Regions from separate parts of the Gossypium hirsutum genome. Here region 2 is linked to region 1. A link is a contact called in public Hi-C data. All regions are on one chromosome and are shown on one strand. The core of a region is the stretch at or near the end of the contact, and the rest is flanking DNA. Distances in the headings are between cores, read along the strand shown. Region 1 has its middle 34 kb from the start of LOC107934263. Region 2 holds the start of LOC107934268 (cyclic dof factor 3).

Region 1 (4,157 bases), core at 1,084-3,583:
CCGTGTGACACACGCGAGCTCCAACATGGCCGTATGATACGACCGTGTGAAGTCTGCACCTAAAATGTGAAATTTTAATTACCACATGGCCTAGCAACACGGACGTGTACTCAGGTCGTGTGACTTAAGTTTCTTCATGGATGCAAGTCAGAGAGGTACACGCCCAAGAAACACGGCCATGTGGGCTACACGGCTACACCACACGGACGTGTCCCATGTCACACGGGCGTGTGGCCCTTTTTACATGAAAATTTTTCTAAGTTTTCTAAAAAGTTTTCAAAATTCTCGGTTTAATCCTAAACCATTTCCAATACATGTTTCGAGCCTCGAAGGATCATAATAAGACAAAATATATGTTTTTGGAAAAGTTTTAAATTTGAATGGAAATTATTGTTTTGGTTTTGTTGAATGCTTGTATTTTAGTCCGGTAATGCCTCGTACCCTGTTCCAGCATCGAATGTGGGTAAGGGGTGTTACATAATAAGTTGATCTTTATGGGACGTTTTGTGCGTAATGGCCATGGGTTTTGATATGCAGCCTGTGACATTATACCCTGATCGGTTCCTAGTTTGATCAGTCGATTAAGTCTAATTCTAAAAGCAATGGTTTTGATAGATGAAATAACTTTTTCAATCATGTCAAGTTGAGCAAGCAAGCGGTAAAGTTCTAAAACAGAATTAACCATCGGCATCTCGACCTCGAGAGGGCGAATTTCGAGCATTATTGGTATTACTTGAAATTATAAGGAAAAAGAATAAAATATAAAAAAATAAAAAGAGAAATAATATAAAAGAAAATAAAAGAATTAAAAATATTTTTTAAGTCTATTAACTTAATTTTTTTAAACATATATAATATTTTGGTGTAAAATTGGTAATAAAATAATAGTTTAAGTACCAAATGTGATCAAAAAAAATGTTTAGATATTAAAATGAGAAAAAATTTAATTTTGGTACTAATTTATAAGTTAAGATTTTTTGAAATAGACTCAACAATTTAACTAACAATTTAATAAACGGAGATATCAACTTAAAAAAAATTTTAAGTAGAACTTGTAAAAAAAAAACCAAGAAGATGAAAAGAAAAGAAGGTATAGTTTAGGTTAAAGTGAAAATGTAGTTTAGGTTTAAGTGAAAATGTATTCATTGTACTTGTATAGCATATAGTTCAAATCCAAAATAGGTGGGAATTGTGTATACATACTTTGGTGAAAGGCCCAAAGCTGTAAGAGGTAACAAAATATATGCATCACAAGTTGAGGAGCACTTAAATATTTTTCATAATAGGCCCACTTAAATTTTAGCCCCAGATGGGTTGGATATCAATTCCCATCTCTATAACTTGTACCATTTTATTAAATTCCAATTCCAATACTGTTTTAACCTTTTTCTTTTCCCTCGAAAGTTGTTGTTTGGGTACATTTTACAACTTACTTTCATATCACTTTTTGATATCTCTTGACTTAAAAGGGTCCGTAACTTTTTCATTTTTGTGGAAATCCCCCAAAGAGAAAAAAATGGTGAGATCTGACTTAGGAAGCTCAAGTGTTTTTCGTCTTCATCAACAAAACACGCTACGAACATTCTAGAAATTCATCATAATACATAATAGTAGTAATTTATTTTAAAATTAATTGATGTTTTGATTAAAATGAAAATTTGAATCTTGTAATACTTTATAAAGATAAGTTATAAATTGTTTTGTTAAAATAATAGGATTTTAATCTTGATACTTAATTAAGAATCCATTATTTTAACTCTTTTTGAGTGAAAAGGAATTATTAGTTTAATTTAATTTAATTCTACTCGAATTTAAATTATTAAGATTTTTTGAAGAGTAAAGCAAGTTTTGAAATGTAACAAAGACAAAACTTATTTTTATCCTAAACCAAACAATAGCTTTCTTCTTCAATATTATAATCATACGACGTTGCTTTAACCACCAAAGCTCGGCCAAAAAGGCAACTATTTGGTACAAATATCCAAATCAAAAGGCTTAGCTTATTTTAATAATAAACAGTAATATATACAGAAAAAGCATGCTTGTTAGACTGTTAAACCGCCCACGCGGCCGACCAAAATTAATCTAATATTTTTAAGGGCTTTTTTAAAACCCCCAATTATCCCCATTAAATTAATACTACTGCTACTGTCAGTTGACTCTTTTTGCACCGAAAGATACAAAAGTTGCATACACTGCCTTTTTATCTCTTGTATACGTGTACCCTTTTTATAATAAAATAAAGCAAGAATTCTTCCACTCAACTCGACACGTGTCTTGATCTGTACACACCCTCAGAAAGGCCAAAACCAAAACGTGTCTATCGCCTGAATGATTCACAAGTGTCGAAAATCCATTGCCTTGTTTTCAACTTTGTCCAAGACGAAAGGCCCTTTTTAGAGGGTGGTGAGGACCCACTTTTAATTTTGTTGGAGCTGACGTGGATAGACGACGCGTTTTAAATTAAGCGAGGCTTAATTTTTAGATTTTGTGAAGCTGAGCTGGAATGATTGCAGAGCGTTTTAAAAATAAATATGTCCAATAGCAGCAGGCCACGTAAGAAAATGACTATAAACCTACTTTTTTTCCTTCTTCTTTCTTTTACATATACATTAGAAATTAGTGTATTCTTGCTTTTCCCTCTCTCTTTTTTGGATTTTTATTATATTTGATTTTAGAGTTTGGGTCAATATAATATACAAAGAATTGAATCATAGTCATGGAACCCAAAAAAGTAAAGGAAAGGCTTTGATTTTTTTATTTATAATCATATAAGCTTTGGGTCGAACTTATCGCTTAGGCTGTTTAATCAACCTTAATCTTTTATTTTAAGAAAAATTCGATTAAGCTAAATTGATTTCTTAATCGAATTAAAATCAGAATATAATACAATTTAAGACATTAAGGACTCATAGTTCCAAGATTGCCATCACTCATTTGCTAGCTTTATTATGTTTTAGTTCCAATTTTTGGTGTATGGAGTACAAGTAGTTTGTTTTAGTATTTTAGCTGTGTTATATATACTTATTATATAATCATAATTAAGTTATTGCAACATGCTAATTGAAAAAAAATTATTTTTTTCCTTTTAGATGATAACTTAAATTATAATAATTTTTTTTTATCTTTTCATATATTTATATAATTTTTAAATGAATTAACGACAAATTTATATATCCAAATATCAATCATGTGCTGATAATATTTATATGCAATTTTTTTATCACTCTACTTATAATAATTATTAAATAAATATTTTCACATAAAATATTTCTTCTGCTCGAATAAAATAATGTATTAGAAAAAGTTTAAAATGTTAATTCAATTAATTAAAAATAAACCTAAATTCATTTTAAAGTCAAATCAGATGTTATAGATTAAGAATGAATGGAAGTTGGGTTCCGTTATGAATGAAACCATATTTATGAAATCAAATTGGATTTTAATTGAAAAAAAAAACATGGTTTGCTCTAAAAAAGAAAGACAAGTATTTTCAATCTCTAAATATTACATGTGAATGAAGTAAATCTATTAATTAAGCGCAACCTTCATCTACCTCCACCCTTTTGCCCTTTTCTTATTTATTTATTTGGTTTTTTGTTTTTTGTAATCACCTTTTAGATTTTAGTTTTATTATATGAAATTTTTACCTTAGTGTGATTTCTTTACGATTGTAGAATATTATTAATTCATATTTGTGAGAAATTATATAAGAAAAAAACCTTTTCAAAAATAATCTAATTTAATTTTAACATTTAAAACTTCACTATAACTTATTTTTCAATTATAAAACAAATTGTTTTATACTTCTATATGGTATAGTTTAAATAATATTAAGACTAAAGACTAAATATGCAAAATATATAATGACAAAGTTGGAAATTTATTTTAGAATTATACATTTTAAAAGAGTTAAAGTATAATTTTATTATTATATTTAACTTATTATTTCGAAATTTTTAGAAGAATTAAACTAAAATTTTATTATCTTGAAAGGGACAAAGTGCAATTATAAGAGACTAAAATAAAATTATATCATTTTGGTAGAGGCCAAACCTTTTCCTACTCCATCAATGTCTAAGGTTGTTGCATTGATTAGATCGAAAATCAGTTGGTATATCAGTTCGAAGCAAGCAAAGTAATTGGTAGTTCCTAAA
Region 2 (4,157 bases), core at 739-3,238, 34 kb after region 1:
TTATTATTGACTCGTATAATTTAAATACCAATTATACGAACTTACTCGTCAGATTTGTGGTTCCGAAACCACTATTTCATACATCACTAAAAAACGAGCTGTTACAAGAGGTGTGACAATTCGATTAAATACTTATTCGAATAGTCATGATTATTACCAAAAATTGTGACTATCCAAATAGACAACTATTAAGATGGTTATGTAGTTATGTCTTTATATGATCATTAGTGGAATTTCCTACAAATAGGATTAATATTTCACTTGGTATATATCACATAAAAAGAACTTCAAAACAAAGTCTCATTTTGTTCTGTTAATCTTCTAGTTTTCATAAATTGTGTTATAAAAAAATTACTGTAAGAGTTATTTAAAGAAATTAATATTTTTGTTATACATTGTTCAGTAAATTATTTTTATCGGTAATGTTTATTCATTTTGTCACTCTGACTTTTATTTTTTTATCACTTTAGCCCTCAAAAATTATCATATGCCTTGTATTTATAACGTTAAAATGCGATTTAAATTGCTATTTTTTTGTACATTTGGAATTTAGTCCTATTTTTATTTCAAAGGATTTAGTCTCTCTGTTTTTCAAAATTTAAAATGCAAACCCAGTTATTAACATCGTTAAAGCTGTTAAATTTAAGTTTGTTACAGCATTATCTTTTTGTTAATGGTTTTTTAATTTATAAATGCCTCACTAACGAATTTAATAGATGAATTTTAAGGTGACATTAATAATTTAACTTGAATTTTAAAATTTAAAAAGTAAAAATCTTAAATTCCATTAAAATAAAATTAGAATGACTAACTTTTAAATTTACGAAAAGTAAAAAGATTTGAAACATATTTTAACTTTTGTATTGATATTCTAAAATTTGATTATGTTGTATAAATTTTACATTGCAAATGATGCATGAAATATAAATTCAAATAATAAAAGTAGATATCAACTAGCTTGGATTAAAATTACTTTTTTTAAAAAAAATAGTAGAGACTAAAAAGCAATGTAGGGAGTCATCCACGATTGGTTATAGACATTGTGAGTAGAAATTGAAAGTGCAATCATACATGATGGAATTAAAGCTATAAATTATCATTTGCACCATCTGGGTCAAGCTCATTTAGTTTTTCCCTCTATATTTGTAGTGAATATTTTTGGTAAAATAGAAAAGCAGTAAAATTATTATAAAGGTTGTTATATTAAAAGTTAGATTATATTTTGTCATCTTTATTTGAAAAATAAATAATTTAGTTCCTGTATATTAGATAAAAAGTAAATTGGTTATTTCTGTTAAAAATTTTATTTATTTTCATGATTAAAAACTGACATGGCTGATAAAATAACCTGACAGTACTGTATGCTAATTTAATATATAATGACTAATTTATCTATTTTTGAATAGAGATAACAAAATGTAATCCGACTTATAATACAAAAACTTTTATAATATTTTTATAAAAAAAAACTAAAGTCAGAAATGAAAGATAAGTAGAAGATATGGATGAAAATTTGGGAGCAAGGTTTTTATAATATTTCAAACGGATAAATTTGATTGCAAATAATTTTACGATAAAATTAAATTTGTGTATCTTCATGGAGAATGACCCTATTTCCTGTATTGGTCGAGAAAAGCATGTATGTTCCTTTCTACTTCTCTGGCAGATATCTCTTGCTTTTCTTTTTTTCTTTTTATAAATATATATCTAAAATTAATAATAATAAAAGATAATTATAAATCTGACTTTAAAAATCTCACCTCTAAACAGTAGCTAAAAGTTATATAAGAAAAAGGAAAAAAAATATTAGTAGTATGGCAGTAGCATCAAATCGCAGGGAGACTTTTATCCAGGATTCAACCAATACCAGAAATCCACATCACAAAAGCAGCCAAACAGTCCCCCGGTTGCACAAACTCTCCATCCTACCCTACTACCGAATCAAAAGAAAAAGCCAAAGAAAAAGAAAATCTCAAGGCCACAAGAACTTGTGGCTGAGAATCAAACCATGGTGATATCGTGGCATCCACCTCTCTTTTAAACCCATCCATTAACCCTCACACTTAACTTCATATCACTTCACACCAATTTACCAACCCCCCTCCCCCTTAAAAAAAAAAAATCAATACCTACGAATTGTCTTAGCTGGTTCTTGTTTGGTTGTTGAGAAAATGCAAGAAAGTAAAGACCCTGGGATCAAGTTGTTTGGTAAGAAAATTCATTTACCTGCTGATGGAGAGATTTCAACTCTCTCTGTTGATGAATTCGACAAGGCTCAGTGTGGGAACAGAGTAGTAGATGATGAAGACTATGAAGAATTTGATGATGATGATGATTATGATGGTGTTGGTGGTGATGGTGATGGTGATGGTGGTGAAGAAGAAGATGAACAGAAAGACAAAACAGAGCAGGTTGGCCAATTCAATAAAACAATGTTTCTTTTTAATCTTCTTGGGGATTTTAAGGATTACCCATTTCTTGAAATGGTGAAAAATTAATGGGTCAATTTTACTTTTTCTTCAATTTTCCATTTTTGGATCCTACTTCTTTTGCTAGAACTAGCTTTTTCTTTTTCTTGCTAATCTTTTGGATTCTACCCCCCCCCCAAAAAAAAACTATTGAATTACCATACAATTCTTTTAAAATATGAAATTGAAAAATATTTATTTAGCTTCCAGATTGTTTGTGTGTGTGTGTGTGTTTTTTTTTTTACTTATCTGGGCTTTGATTATTTAGAGTAGAAAATAATTAGTTCTAAAAAATCAGAATTTTTTTTTTGGGGTGATTATTATACAAGAAATTTGAAGTCCTCGTTCTGCCAAATGTCTATTTTTTTTTTAACTTCTTTATTGGATTTAGCCAATCAATATTTTTTAGATTCCACATCCCATAGATCCTTTTAACTGGGAAAGTCTTTCCTTCTTGGTTTTTCAATATATCTGTTCGATTCCTTCTTATTTGCAGTATTAAAATCTTTGTTAGCTTTGTTTTTGTTGAATATCTCGATAAGTTTTAGCCTATTAACTGAATTCCCAAAATTTTCAAGAAATTTCATGGAATATCTTATTGTTATTATGTTTATGCCCCCTTGATTATATCAATAAAACTTTAAACAATTTTCATATAAAACAATATAAAAAGGAGGGGGGATGTTCTTTAGGACCCTTATCATATTTATACTTGTTTGTTTCTCGAGAAAATTTTCTTGATTCTGGCTGAGAACTGAGATAGGATCATGTAGAAAATTTTTTGGTCTACTTAAAGTTTCTTATTAGGGAAGCATATTAAATTTCAGGATTCTTTAGCAGAACGGATTGCTGATACTGGACAAGAAGATGACAACATCCAGCCCTCAAATAGAGAGGAATCAACTAATCCAGAGACTTCGCCGGAGCCTAATGTAAACCCGAAAACTCCATCTATTGACGAAGAAACCGGAAAATCGAAGACCGGAAAGACTGATAAAGAACAAAGTGATGGTAGCAAATCACAGGAGAAAACACTTAAAAAGCCAGATCAAATACTTCCATGCCCCCGCTGCAATAGCATGGATACAAAGTTTTGCTACTACAATAATTACAACATCAAACAACCTCGTCATTTCTGCAAAGCCTGTCAAAGATACTGGACTGCAGGTGGTACGATGAGAAACGTACCGGTAGGAGCTGGTCGTCGTAAGAATAAGAACTCTGCCTCGCATTACCGACACATCTCCATTTCGGAGGCTCTTCAAGCAGCTCGAATCGATGCTCCTAATGCAGCACATCACCCTGCCTTGAAAAGCAATGGAAGGGTCCTTAGCTTTGGCCTAGATGCACCCATTTGCGATTCCATGGCCTCTGTCTTAAACCTTGGGGAGAAAAAGGTTTTGAATGGTGCCCGAAATGGATTTCATGGTCTTGAAGAACAAAGAGTATCAGTTCCAAACAGAAGGGAAAACGGTGATGATTGCTCGAGTGGATCTTCTATCACGGTTTCAAACTCAATGGAGGAAGGTGGTAGAAGTTGCATTCAGGAAAATAGGATGGGCAACATTAATGGCTTCCCTTCACCAATTCCTTGTTTACCTGGTGTTCCTTGGCCTTACCCATGGAATTCCACGGTGCCTCCACCGGCATTTTGCCCATCCGGATTTCCCATGTCATTCTATCCTGCTG

What was found. Hi-C and Micro-C count contacts between places; a contact is called where the count stands out from the background.
Region 2: a contact with region 1 is called in a Hi-C map of leaf, with 2.7 times the contacts expected there. The contact joins the promoter of LOC107934268 here to the enhancer-like site in region 1. A contact is called at or near these places in 6 of 34 Hi-C or Micro-C datasets (anther, callus, cotyledon and 2 more).

The regions. Positions count from the first base shown.
Region 1 is chrA12:97,945,313-97,949,469 of Gossypium_hirsutum_v2.1, forward strand. No RefSeq gene overlaps it. Among protein-coding and RNA genes, the nearest start is that of LOC107934263, 34 kb to the left of the region's middle. Within about 2 kb of position 2,334, at least 6 of the 9 cell types and tissues checked have an H3K27ac peak or open chromatin away from gene starts, as enhancers often do. A contact at or near this core is called in leaf, where this site is marked.
Region 2 is chrA12:97,979,609-97,983,765 of Gossypium_hirsutum_v2.1, forward strand. LOC107934268 (cyclic dof factor 3) reads left to right here and starts at 1,989. Exons shown (of 2, transcript XM_016866641.2): 1 at 1,989-2,411; 2 at 3,296-4,157. The coding sequence starts at 2,172.